4 separate regions of the Mus musculus genome follow, and regions 1, 2 and 4 are each linked to region 3. Evidence: chromatin contacts called from public HiChIP or PLAC-seq and promoter capture Hi-C data. All regions are on one chromosome and are shown on one strand. Each heading gives the region's core, a stretch centred on a gene start, on an enhancer-like site or on the middle of the called end of the contact. The rest is flanking DNA. Distances are from core to core; before and after follow the strand shown. Region 1 holds the start of Echdc3 (enoyl Coenzyme A hydratase domain containing 3). Region 2 overlaps Celf2 (CUGBP, Elav-like family member 2). Region 3 has its middle 190 kb from the start of 5031426D15Rik. Region 4 holds the start of A230108P19Rik (RIKEN cDNA A230108P19 gene).

Region 1 (3,052 bases), core at 464-2,963, 900 kb before region 3:
GGCTCAGGTAGAATATTAATACATGATTCCTATCATCTATAATCAACTGGTCTCATCACCCTTCTCTTCTGATTCCCGATTCATGTTTACTTCTGAAGGACTCAGTCTTCCATCTCTTGCCAGAATTTCTGAGCAGATATGAGCAGACTTTATTTGGTGGGGGAGGGGATGCAGCCCAGGCTAGTCTCGAACTTGCTATGTAGTCCTGGAGGGCTTTGAACTCAGGTTTGTCCTGCTTCAGCCTTCCGAGTGGTGTGATTACAAGCCTGTGCTACCACACCCAGCTTATGACTATAGTATTAGTATTAGAAGCTTCTCTTTAAAAATCATAAAGGGCCGGGCAATGGTGGCGCACGCCTTTAACCCCAGCACTTCAGAGGCAGGAGCAGGCAGATTTCTGAGTTCAAGGCTAGCCTGGTCTATAGAGAGAGTTCTAGGACAGCCAGGGCTACACAGAGAAACCCTGTCTCAAAAAAAAAAAAAAAATCAGAAAGGAAGGCTCTACATTTCAGAGCCCCCTAAGGCTCTCTTTGGGAGTGTTTCTATCTCTGTTGATGGCCAAGGAGTCCACAGGAAATGGGATTGCTCTTTAGTTACTGAGCCCCACCAATGCTTAGCCCCTGTGGTGGCCACCCATGGTTGTCTGTAGGGAGTTAGGGGACAGACAGAATATGGGCACCTTGGATGGGTATCCGCAGACCTGTGTGCTAAGCTCCTTAAAGGCTGTAGTAATAGAGAGGTCTGAGGGTGAAGGGGAGGTGTGGGGAGAGCCAAAGGCCAGAGGTTGGCTCTCCATTCTTTTGGAGGACCACATAAAAGTTTGGGTGAGGATTAAAAAGTGAAACATGATCTTCTAGGGTTAAGAAGAGCTATTTACTGGAGTAGGGGGCATATCACTTAAACAGCTCCACCTGTAGCTCTTAAACAAGGAAACGTAGCTCTTCACAGCCTTGTGCTGCCCAGGCCTGAAAAGGGTCTTCATTACATCCAGGTTGTGCACGGATTCAAACAAAACTTTAAGGCTTTTAGGTTTGTGGCACAAGGGGGCAGAGATCAGGGCATGTGCCCTGTATCCTTACTTATTGACCTCCCCCACCCTGCATTTCAGCATGCCCTTAACCCTGGAGCCTGCTGATTTTGTTTGTAAGGGCATGGATCTTTTGTGATAGGCTTTCTTGGAGGTCATGGCAACGGCTGTTGCGATAGATGTGTGCTCATGCCAGCAGAAATGTTCAGAAACGACTGGGCAACTGGGCACGGTAGCCGTGTTAGGGGGCCACCAGGAAGTTTTCACTTACAACCCTCACATGTGCCTCGTATTAGTGTGCACAGGGAAGGGACACCTGTAAACTCAGTATGCAAGGATTCCTCCACCAAAGATGTCATCTTTTCGAGATGAAATCGAAAAGAACAGTGACAAATAACTCAGGATTAGTGGCGGCAAGGCCTGTTGATCCCGAGTCCTGGCTCCCAACTCCAGGGAGAGCCCTGGCACTGCCTGCAGGCTGACCTGATTCCGTCCTGCTGTCGCGTGCTGGTGAGCCTTGGCTCTGACTCCGACCCCGCAGGTCCTGCTGACCCTGGGCTGCAGAAGCCGGCGGAGAGAGGGGCCCATGGGTTGCGCCTGAGCCAGCTGGGCCACTTCACCCCAAAGGCCCGAAGGCCTGCGACCACAGCCATTGCAGCCAAGAAAAGCAAGGTTGACTGTGCAAGCAGCCTAGGCCTCGGGTTTTTCCCTTTTAGACCTGGTCACTCAGAGCCCCGCCTTCAGGGCCCCACCCCCAAAGCCCTGCCCCGGTGTCCTTCTCCTGGAGCCACGCCCCCAAACCCGGGCTGCGAAACTAGTGGAGCGGGGCGGGTGGGGTGGAGGGGCTCGGGGCCCTGCCCTGGGTGTAGGTCACAGAATGAAACTCATTTGCCAGAGCCAGTGATTTGTTTGATTTAGTCAGGCTGTGAAGGAGTTTAAGGGAGGGGAGAACTGGGTTGGCTCGTTTCTTTGTGTAGCGACACCAGGAATGTGCCGGATGTTGTGAAATGAGTGTCATCCGGTGATGAGTGGCAGGAGCTATGTACCACATTGCTGCGCCCACGCCTCCCACAGGAAACTCTCCTATGCCTTGTGGGTGATCCTGGATCACAAGGAGTGTTTAGCCTACTATAACTTTGAATGTTTTGCATCTTCCCGTGCAGACGCGGGAGACCGGTATTTATAGCTTGGGCTTTCCACATTCGCCCAGGGGAAGCCTGGAATCCGTTTCAGGATCCCAGTGGCTAGATGAGAGGCATATCCTACAGTGAAAGGCTTTTAAGTAAATCCTTGCGGTGTGGTAATTCTTGCAAATGTGGGTATTTGTGGGAGACACAGAATAAATAATCTTAGCTCTTAAGATCTTGTTGCTTCTAGAGGGAGGTGCCATCCCAGGAGCCCGAACTCTTTCCCAATGGGTTCTGCAAGGATAACAGTATATACAAGATATACAGTATATACAATACATTCATTAAATCTCAGAAAGTAAAAAGATTTACAAGGGTGTCCTATAAGATGACCAACCTGCAAGGCATTGAAGGGGCATCAGGGATGCAGCCTCTGTGAGTCTTATGTGTGCTGCTGTGGGATTTTAATCCATGCAGCTGCCTTTGAGTCTTTTGTGCTCCTGCAAGTAGCTCCTCACCCCTACCTACAGAGGTAACCCCAGTAGACTTACCGGTTCCCTAAGCTAGCCTTGGGTAGAATCGTTTCTTTGCTCTGTGGATGTCATCCTAGAAAAAGTCACACAAGGGGCTTGTTTTTTCCTTTTGTTTTGAAACGGGGTTTCTCTATGTAGTCTTGGCTGTCCTGGAACTTGGGTAGCCTCAAACCCACAGAGATCCACTTGCCTCTGCCTCGTGAGTGCCGGGATTAAAAGCATATACCGTCACTGCCCACTGCGAAGCTGTCATCCTCAGCTTTATAACAGGACAAAACAGTGTATAAGGTGATATTTCAAAATATCATTGAAGACTCTCCCACTACCCTTCACCCCTCCATTTCCTTGACTGTTGTTCTATCTAA
Region 2 (3,232 bases), core at 368-2,867, 560 kb before region 3:
GGACAGCTTGGTTGTCCCAGCCTAAAGCTTCCCTCTTCTATGACATAAATCTTTTCTTGAATAAAGAATAAGAGGGGTGAAAAAGTTCTTTCAAACACAGATACATTGAGAAGATTTATACTACCTTGGAAAATACATTATATATTTTGGAATTATGCTATCTTGGAAAATATATTTTAAAATCTTGGAGGCTATGGGTTGGCTAAGTTCAGGGAGTATCAGGTAAGGACCACACGGAGCATCTGGAGAACCGTCAGAGGAGGACTTCAACTGTGGAGAGCAACTCTTACAAACTAGCTAATGTTATTCTACATTAGATAATCATGGTATCAAACTTAACACTTATCAATTCAGCTGTCAACATCTGATTATCTCTAAAAGCCTCGGACAATAGAAGCAGAGGTTTGAGAAAGTTTAGTTGAATAAAATATTTCCATTTAAAAAAAATAAAGCTTTTCTTTGAGAACACTGAATGGATCAATTATTTCCCCTGACCCTTTAAATTCTCACTCATGCTGTCTAGACAAAAAAGCTGGATACAGTGAAAGGGGTGACAAACTTATGTAAGAGAGGTCTAGATAATTGGCCTGACAATAGAGTTGATGTGTCACCTGACTATTAAGTTGTTACATTTAATTACTCTTCAGAGGCCTTCACTTACAGACCTAAGTTAGTTAAAATGGCAGACACACCCAAGACTATAGACAAGCATTCTTGTGCGCACTGTGGAGATGGCACTAAGCAGAACTAGGAGTGACCACAAGCAGGTGACATTTATTTGCAAGCCACTCTTTTTAGGTGATATAGATCACATACAAGAGAGAAAAAGGAAGGAATGTATTAGAACACATTGAGCCTGCTAAGCTATAAGCTAATAAATGAGGATCTGGGGAAAGTAACTGAAATTATGGGAGATAAATATGAATACAGTTAGTTTCACTTCCATATTTGACTATGTCGGTAAGATCACAAATGTGCTCTGGTACACAGTGACATTCTCTTCATAAACTGCTAGAAGACAGATCAAAACAATGACTCCACAATGCAAATAAAGAGCAGTGTAAGCTAGGGTAATGTACTCAAGTCCTCTCTTCTTTTAGCCACATAAAGGAACTTAAAAATGACTCTCCGCCAAGTGTTTATGACTTGTTACAGTAAAAGAATCATAGTTTTAAGGACAATATGTTAAGCCATGCGGAAGAATCACATAATTTGAACCAAGAAAAGGAAGGGAGCATTTCACTTATATTTAGAAAAAAATCATCAGATAAAGGCTCTTGGGTGGATATATGTGCTCAGAGTATTTTTATCTTAATTTAGATATTAATATACAAAAATATAAAAAAATTCCTATGTTTATATATTAATCAAACTATCTAGATGCAAGCCCTGAATGACACATGCTCTTTTTGGTCTTTCTGATCTGGCTTTACCTTTAGCTGGCTGTGCTTTTTAGCGTCACTCATTAATATACAAGGGAAAAGTAAATTTTTCAAACAGTTTAACCTAGCAACTCATCTGTGAACCCTTTTAGCGAGGGGCTGGCCTTATAGCAGGGATGTGGTCCAAGTCTAGGCTAAGATGTGTCATCTACCTATTTTCTCTCTGGCTGCTTTGTTCATGGAAAATATCTGGTTCTGTTCAGAAAACCAGACTCTTCTCATGATCATATCATATACTAGCCACAGTATCGTAGCTAATCATTCCTGGGACACAGCTGGGGAGGAAACAATATGTAAGCTGACAAGAACTGAAAGAGTATCTCGTGATTACCTGGAGAGAATTATCTGTAACAGGTGACATCATCTCTTTTGAGGATACTTCACCCTGAGGGGGTTCCCCTTAATATTTAATCTGAGACAAGTAGAAAATGCTCCCTCCTAGTTGATGCTGAGGTTGGCAAGGAGGCTAGCAGTAGTAGCACTTAACAATCAAGAAGGAATAGATTTCCATTTGTGCATAATTTTTAATTAAACATGGTTCACACTGACTGGTAGGTAGGGATACGTGAAATTAAGAACATTCTTTCTTGTCACGAACTATGCATATTTCTATTAACCAAATTACAAAAACTGAAAAGCAGCAACTCAATTTGAAACTATTGTCCTTGCCAGAGCAAACTTTGTGTAACATGTGACCCCACACAAGGACTAGCTGTGGTTTCTCATCATTCCACACAGTTCCCCTTGGGTCCTCACAATAAGAATGGGAAAAGGCCGGCAACACAAAACAAAGCAGGCATGGAGGGACAGGACACGGACATGTGGACACACAGCAGTCAGAGCACGTGCTGAGGGGGACAACCATTCCCACTGGCCTGTGACTCTGCAGACCAAGGACAGGCAGGCGATCAAATCAAAGTCCTTGTTTGAGGGGAACTAGGTCCTGGGGCAAGAGAAGCAGCATGAGGGATGGATGCACACACATCCGAAACTCGGGTGAAGGGCAGTAGGCTGGCACTGCTGTAGGACAGGGTCAAAAAGAGGAGCTGCACCAGAAACAGGACCGGGCCTCCAGGCTCCTAGGTGGCTGCTGGAAATGTAAAAGCTGGAGGCAGTTTTAACTGGAATAAAACATTCTGCTGTCACAGGTTACCAGGCCGTGTACTATACGCTAATATCACAAAAGCTATCATATGTGGCAGGAAACATTTTTTTTTCTTCAGGATCAGATAAAATTATGTTTGTTTGTTTGTTTGTTTGTTTGTTTTCGGCCTCCCTCGAGCATCTAAATGAAACGATTTAATAAACCTGAAGATTGTCTACTTATGAAAATATGGTTTCTTACTAGGATTGCACGAGTTAACCTTCACGTGGACACACTTTAGACATTTAAAGGCTTTCCTTACATTTCCTGCCTGTGTGGGAGGGGAGTGGGACATGCTTGTGGAGGCCAGAGGACAGCTTGTACAAGCTTGTGGTCTCTTCCTACTAGGTGGGGCTCCAGGGGTTGGACCCTTACCTGAACCATACCATCTTGCTGATACAATCTTTTTTTTTTTCTCTTCAAGCTATTATCTTTTGAACTTTTAAATTACAGTTTTTGCTTTAAAATAATTATGGTCTGATCATTCAGTAAAACAGTTTTCTACTTACTAACTCATGGCTTAAAGTGAGGCAAATGGCCAGGATCCCCAGATTAAAAATTGAAGCAATGTTACATTGCTGGGGCTGCCTGGCAGACAATTAGGTCCACAATGCAGAAACTCCGTTGGCTGTTATGGATCTCCTGG
Region 3 (2,997 bases), core at 444-2,943:
TTCCTGGCGACCAGCGCCTGCTGACTTGCACTTTGAATAGTTCTCCTCCCTCTTCATGTTTGAACATTCGCTTTACAGTTGTATTTTATGCTTTTTTCCTGGCAAAGAGGCCTTGCTTATGCCCAGGCTTATGCTTCTTCCTTTTGTTAAGCACCGTTCTAGAGTTCTGTGACTGTATTCTCATGAGATGGCACACAATAAAGAGTATGCACATTTCATTCTTGCTAGAGTCTACCCGTTTATGCCCAGGGCAGCTCTGTGAAGTGTGTCACTTCAATCCATGACTATCCAGAGCGCATTTTCCTGTCCTGGACTGCCTGGCCAGGTTGTGGGATCTGGAGGGCCTGTGTTTCATAATCACAGATTGTTGGAGCCTAAGTAAGTGATCTCCACCCTCAAGCCCATTAGCAAATTCATCTCACAAGCAAGCTCACAAGGCTCACAACAGGGAGAGAGTTGCTTCCCTGGGCAGTAAATGGGAAGCGTTGAAAGCTGCCCCCAAATGTCCAAAGATCACAAGTGCTCAGATGACTTCTCACAAGAGAAAAACCCATTGCTCCATGTGTTCGAATTTAGCTAGCCTTTGCTCTCAGTGACATCCTGACTTATGGACAATCTCATGTGATTCCTGGTTTTTTTTTTTCTCTCAGTTCCCAGGGAGCAAGTATCTATCTATTAAGCACATGCTCAGAGCAGCTGAGACCATCTATGGGAAATCTTGGGGTAAAATCTAGAGCGTGTAATATGAAGTGCTAGGACTTATTAGAAACCAACAACTCCCCCCCCCCCCTCTCTAAACCTTATTTTCCGTAGATCTTTCTTGAATTGTTTGCTTAAGGAGTTAAGTGCTTCCACTCACAGAAAATTTCCTTGGCACAGACATTAAATTAGCTGGGACTGAGCCTGAGCCCAGAGAGCTTCTCTCTCAAAGCTGGATGCTAGTCTTTCCCAGAGCATCCTGGAATGCTGTCTCCGGTCCTAAGCACGAGCTGGAAATCTTGGTGTATGTAAAAGTCTAGCATAGGTTGAATTTCTTTCTAGGAACCCAGAAGCTTCGATAATCTCCTTCTCTCCCACTCTACTTTCTTTCCCGTGTCTCTTTCTCTCTCTTCCCTTTTATCCCATCCCTTCTGTCTCTCTTTTCTCTCCTCCCCCTCTTCCTTCCCTATTCCTGTCAGTCTCTCTTTCTGGTGCCTTATGAGTTAAACGAATCAAGCAATAATGGTGTAAGGAACAGGAACCAGGATAGTGAATGAACCAATAAAATGGCCAGTTCTTCCCACACAATGGAGAGCAAACAAAGCGGCTCTCTGGATGGAATCCGTTCAGGAGCAAGAGGAAGACTTCCAGAACCACAGAGTTTGAGGGGCAAAGGGGAGGACCACGTTGGGATAAAGAGGGAATCTCATGGAAAAATGAGAGGCCGGCCAATGAATGGTAATAAAGAAACGTCACACTAGGAGGACTATGTCCTTTTCTTGACTGTAGTGTGTCTTATTTCTGTGGTTTTAATATACGCAGGCATATTCAGAAAACCATGAAGTCTGACTTCCTTAATTTTTGGCAAGAAGTAGAAGACAAGAATTTAGACTTCTCTACTATTGGTGACTCTTCTGTGTGCTGTTAGGGCCACGCAGTTCCCTTGAGGTGCAGGGTCAGGATGAGCCATGCCTGACTGCTCAGTGAATGGTCACTGATGCCTTCAGTGCTGGCTCCAGGCTGACACCTGCTTCACGCAGGCTGGGTTGGGCTCAGCATTACCATGCTGTGTTTTTCTTTTCACCATGGAGTCACAGCACAATGCCCTTGGGATTTGCCATGGTGATGAAATTGAATGTTAGATCACAGAAAGGATGGTAGTACTGTGTGTTGCAGTCTTTTTCTTCACTGATGGTAGTTCCTTCAACAACGTAGCAAGGATCTGAGGACTTCAGCTTCTGGCAAGGTTAAGGAAATGCAGAAGACAACTGGGAGATAGGAAAAGCTCTTGGAGAATCTTTGCTCATGCACAACTTTAAAGACAAGTGAAGTTATAAGACACATTGTATCGCTTTGGGGGAAATTGAAGAAGACATAATCAGAGGGACAGAAGCAAATGTCATAGAGGAAAGTGTACACTGTTTAAATGCACTCCGGTCTGTCAATTATGAGATGGGTACTACACCTTATAATTCTTTGTTTACAGGCATTCGGTGTCTGAAATACATTTTCCCATTAAGGCTCCAAGGTCAATGACACAGATAATTAACCAGCTGATTTAGTGCCTTTAATTTTCCTTGAAGCTTGAGTGAGACACCCCCACCATCCAGCCCAGCCTTGAGATTCCTATTCCAAGCGGGTCCTGGGACAGTGCTGCCTCTGTAATGGGACACTGATGTGATCTGTGGCTGAGGCTTTGACTAGCAGCATCATATGTCCACTTAAATGATGATGAATGCTGCCTTTGTTCCAGACAGGAAGATGTTATTATGCTGACTCATATTGGTGACTTCTCTGGGCTTCCCAGCAAGCATTGCTGCAGGATTTAATGCTGCTGATTCCTTACAGAGTTCCAGAGAGAATAAAGCAAACCGGGGAGCCCAAAGAAAGGCAAATAAAGAGCCCCAGGTGTAGTGAAGCTTAACACACCAAAGAATAAAGAGCAGCTGGTGTCTCCTCTTCTTTTTGTTTTCTCTTTCACTGTTGTGGCTGGGAGTCTGAAAGTTATTTCTACCCTCTGCCAACTTTGTTCACTTACTAGTATCTGGTCCTGTACTTCACCTATCAATAAATAGAATTTGAAATCTCTCAACCCAGGGATATTATTTCTGCTTCAACTTATTTCAGGATGCCACAACCCCAAATGAAAATCTGCAGATTGCTGATAGCTATGCCAATATCATCCAACTGCTAACCCTTCATTGGTGGCACCTATAGATAGATTGTGGGCATTGGAATACAACTGATAGGGGGGAGAGAAAGGCTGGAGGCTCGATTAAGTTCATCCTACAAGGAACC
Region 4 (3,250 bases), core at 256-2,755, 920 kb before region 3:
ACATTCATTCAAAATGACAATTAAGATTTGAGGCTGTGACTTAACCTGGTTGTCAGACAATCTTCTAGAAAGGAGAGGTTTGGAGACAGACACCAGAGTCAAACCAACTGACCCTTCAGAGTCTGATCCGTCCTCTGGACAGACGAATGGGTACCTGCATTCTCCACGCCCTGGTGATTATTCCAGATAACAGATTAATCCGAGATAACGGAATTCTCGGTAGATGCCAGTGAGTGGAGTGACTAATATTAACATCCTCACTCCTACTGGATACTTCTGTGACTCTGACACTGGCTTCAAGGCTTCACAGCACCTGAGCGGATCAGCAAAGCAGAGGGGACCACACAGATGTGATGGCTGTGTGCTGCAGCATCCTGGGGCCTCTCTGCTTATCTTTTGGGTGGGCCCCATGCCTTGGTTTATCCAGACTGTAAGAACAAAAGGCCATAAACTGTGTGGCTGAGAAGCAGGAAGATCTCATGCTCTGGAGGTTGGGAAGCCCAGGTTCAAGGCATCAGCAGATTTAGTGTCCAGGGAGAAAGCTGACTCCAGGTTCAGAGACTGATGTATCACTGTGTCCTCACATGGGACCTGACACCCCTTTCCCACAGACTCTAGTCCCATCATGAGGTTCTACTCTTGACCCAACATCACATCCCAAGGCCCCACCTCCAACAGCTGTCACTTTGATGATTGCACTGCAACATATGAACTCAGGGAACAACACATTCAGGCTGTAGTAATGGTGTCTGTCTTCTTGAGACTGTGGACTGCAGCTTGAGGAGATGCAGGGAGAAAGAGGAATGAGTGGGGGAGGGTTGGATACGGTGCACACCCACCAGGTGTGCACAGGTTACACACACCAGATCACTGCCCTCATCTCGCCGGGAAACTAGGAAAAGTTGCTAGCATGCATGGGTGCTTTTAAGCTGCATTTTCTAAATTATGTTAGGCATGCAACTCACTGTTAAATAGTCGATATGAGTCATGTCCGAGTCTCTGTGGGAGTTGTGGTATGGGTGAGGATCGAACTCTGAGTTAGACTTGTGGGAGATAAGGGTGTGCAAACACACAGCCAGGTGGGTAGGTAAGCGGAAGCAAGGATTTTCCCCGTGGTGAAGGGACTGGTGTTGGAAGGAGACTCGAGTCCTTTCTAGCTTTCCTGGAATACTTACTGATATACTTATGGGACGCCTGATGTGCTGGCTCTTAGCTGTGCATGGCCAGCCCGGCCTCGGGAAGAGAACATCTGGAGGCAGGGCTTTTATATAGCACAATGAAGATGCATGGTTGAATTCAAGGGAACGACTTTAAAAATAAGATGAATAATCATGCCTTGACACAGTATGCTCAACTCCATGGCTTTTGCCCAGTAGAAGAACTGCAGTCTTTAACTTTCCAGCACAGCAGAACATTTTCCTAGAGTGCCCAGCAGAGGGAAGTAGAGTCCAACACATGTTGTCCTAACACCTAAGTAGGAAAGGACTGAGACGTCCATCCAGGCCAGTTTGCAAAAGCACCTGCCTGCTTCTCTGCGGATAAACACAGGGACCTATTATCACCAGCAGATGCAATGGTACGTTCACAGTGTGTGCTTGAGTTCACTCTTCTTCTGGGGGGCCAGAATATGAAGAGAAACTATAATTCTGAGTGTGTGTGTGTGTGCGCGCGCGCGCGCGCGCTCATAAGTGTGCATGCACATATTGGACTGGGTGCACGTGTGCACGTGTATTTAGAGGTCAGAAGTCAACCTTGGGTGGTGTTTGCCAGGAGCTGTCTACCTTGTTTTTTGAAAGGCATCTACAGGATGTCTTTCAGTGGGTAGAAGTTGCTGATTACTTAGACTGGCTGGTCCCAGAGCTTCGGGGATCCTCCCGTTTTGGCCTCCTCAGCTCTGAGATGACAAGTGTGCACCGCGAGGCCTGGCTTTGATGAGTGTGCTCTGCAGATGGAACTCAGGGCCTCCTGCTTGTGCAGCTGGAATTTGCTGATGGAGCTGCCTTCCCCACCCCCAGGACAGACTGTTGTCGTTTGAGAAGGCCTGCTTCCTGACAAAACGTTCTTTGGCAGGGAAAAAGCGATTCTGGTTCTCACGATGCCCTTGCCCCTTCATCTGTCACACTGTGCAGATTACGCAATGTGGTTCCGAGAACTGGGCTTCCATGGAATTCAAGGGATATTTTGGTTACATTTCTCCTCTTTCTTTTCAAAAACAATTGTAAAGTTTGACAGTCTGAAGTTTCTAGGAATTCTGATAAGCCTTAATTTAGAAGGCTTGCTATTTTTTACCCTGTCAATAGGACTTAAATGCCTTTACCATGGAACCTTCCAGCAAGTCATGTGTTGGAAAGAGGATGAACCAGTATAGCAACTTCTTGCTATGAAAGGCTTCATGGTTTCATCTGCAGTTACAAGACAGTCCTTGAGTATCACAGGAGATTTGTAATCTATTTTGACTTGAAGTCCAGGCAATGATATAAGAAATATTCACTAAACATGGCTGCACTTAAGGCAAATATCTATCTAAAATAATAAGCAAGCACCTCCCCTTTGAAAGATGCTTGAGCAAACCCTCACCTCTTGCAGCTTGTAGCCCACTTCCAGCCTGGTGTCCGCATACTGGTTTGTAGTAAACTGCAGTATCTTCATAGGTGCACCCGTTTCTGCCAAAACTAACCAGGAGGACCTGGGGAAGGGCAAAATTCTCCCAGGCACCCCTTGGCTCTACTGCTGTTTTCCCTTCAGGTCTCACTTCTTTCTTGCCTCAGGCCTGTGAGCCACTGTTAAGTTTGGCAGTTGTTTCAAGACCAGATAGCCTGTTCTCCTTGCTCGCTGCATATATAGGTTTGCGCCTTCGTTTCCAGATTTCCCACTGAGAACAGGATGTCTTCCTCCCAGAACAGACACTGTGGTTTTCCGCTTCATGGATGCCCACTGAACGCTATTCTGTGAGGTTTTGGACGGAAGACAGCTTTACAAGGGGAAACAGACTTGATTGTCATTAGTGATGACAAGACAGCTCCGACACACAGCTGCTCCTTGTGCAGAGTCCCACAGTATGGACAGGCTAGTTCTGGTCTAACCACTGTAAGCCCAGCACTGTAAATCAGACACTGTAACTCCTTTCTGGAATGAGAATGGTTGTCAAGAAATCACTAGCCAGAGATTCAGCCTCAGCCCCTTGTCACTGGCGCTGTGTCAGCGCGCTGTGCACTGTGTCTCCTGGGCAGCCATTTGGTGGAACAAAACT

The links. Promoter capture Hi-C pulls out the DNA fragments that hold promoters and counts their contacts. HiChIP or PLAC-seq counts read pairs in DNA pulled down with a chosen protein or histone mark.
Region 1: an H3K27ac HiChIP or PLAC-seq map of the NIH/3T3 cell line shows a contact between it and region 3, with 5 times the contacts expected there. The contact joins the promoter of Echdc3 here to the enhancer-like site in region 3. A contact is called at or near these places in 3 of 39 promoter capture datasets (the C10 cell line, embryonic stem cells and pre-B cells), 1 of 484 Hi-C or Micro-C datasets (embryonic fibroblasts) and 2 of 115 datasets of contacts at active chromatin or transcription factors (the NIH/3T3 cell line and large pre-B cells).
Region 2: an H3K27ac HiChIP or PLAC-seq map of large pre-B cells shows a contact between it and region 3, with 6 times the contacts expected there. The contact joins two enhancer-like sites. A contact is called at or near these places in 1 of 484 Hi-C or Micro-C datasets (pre-B cells) and 2 of 115 datasets of contacts at active chromatin or transcription factors (the 230-238 cell line and large pre-B cells).
Region 4: a contact with region 3 is called in a promoter capture Hi-C map of pre-B cells, with 3 times the contacts expected there. The contact joins the promoter of A230108P19Rik here to the enhancer-like site in region 3. A contact is called at or near these places in 5 of 39 promoter capture datasets (the C10 cell line, the HPC-7 cell line, embryonic stem cells and 2 more).

Annotation. Positions count from the first base shown.
Region 1 is chr2:6,211,281-6,214,332 of GRCm38.p6, forward strand. Echdc3 (enoyl Coenzyme A hydratase domain containing 3) reads right to left here and starts at 1,714. Exons shown (of 5, transcript NM_024208.4): 1 at 1,511-1,714. The coding sequence starts at 1,680. All of the region lies in intron 1 of A230108P19Rik (RIKEN cDNA A230108P19 gene), which reads left to right.
Region 2 is chr2:6,556,229-6,559,460 of GRCm38.p6, forward strand. The region is part of intron 10 of Celf2 (CUGBP, Elav-like family member 2); the gene reads right to left. Among named protein-coding and RNA genes, the nearest start is that of Gm52546, 80 kb to the left of the region's middle. Within about 2 kb of position 1,618, at least 11 of the 459 cell types and tissues checked have an H3K27ac peak or open chromatin away from gene starts, as enhancers often do.
Region 3 is chr2:7,113,603-7,116,599 of GRCm38.p6, forward strand. It overlaps a transcript of Celf2 not described here. Among named protein-coding and RNA genes, the nearest start is that of 5031426D15Rik, 190 kb to the left of the region's middle. Within about 2 kb of position 1,694, at least 75 of the 459 cell types and tissues checked have an H3K27ac peak or open chromatin away from gene starts, as enhancers often do. A contact at or near this core is called in the NIH/3T3 cell line, embryonic fibroblasts and pre-B cells, where this site is marked.
Region 4 is chr2:6,191,746-6,194,995 of GRCm38.p6, forward strand. A230108P19Rik (RIKEN cDNA A230108P19 gene) reads left to right here and starts at 1,506. Exons shown (of 7, transcript NR_040333.1): 1 at 1,506-1,576. All of the region lies in intron 4 of Echdc3 (enoyl Coenzyme A hydratase domain containing 3), which reads right to left.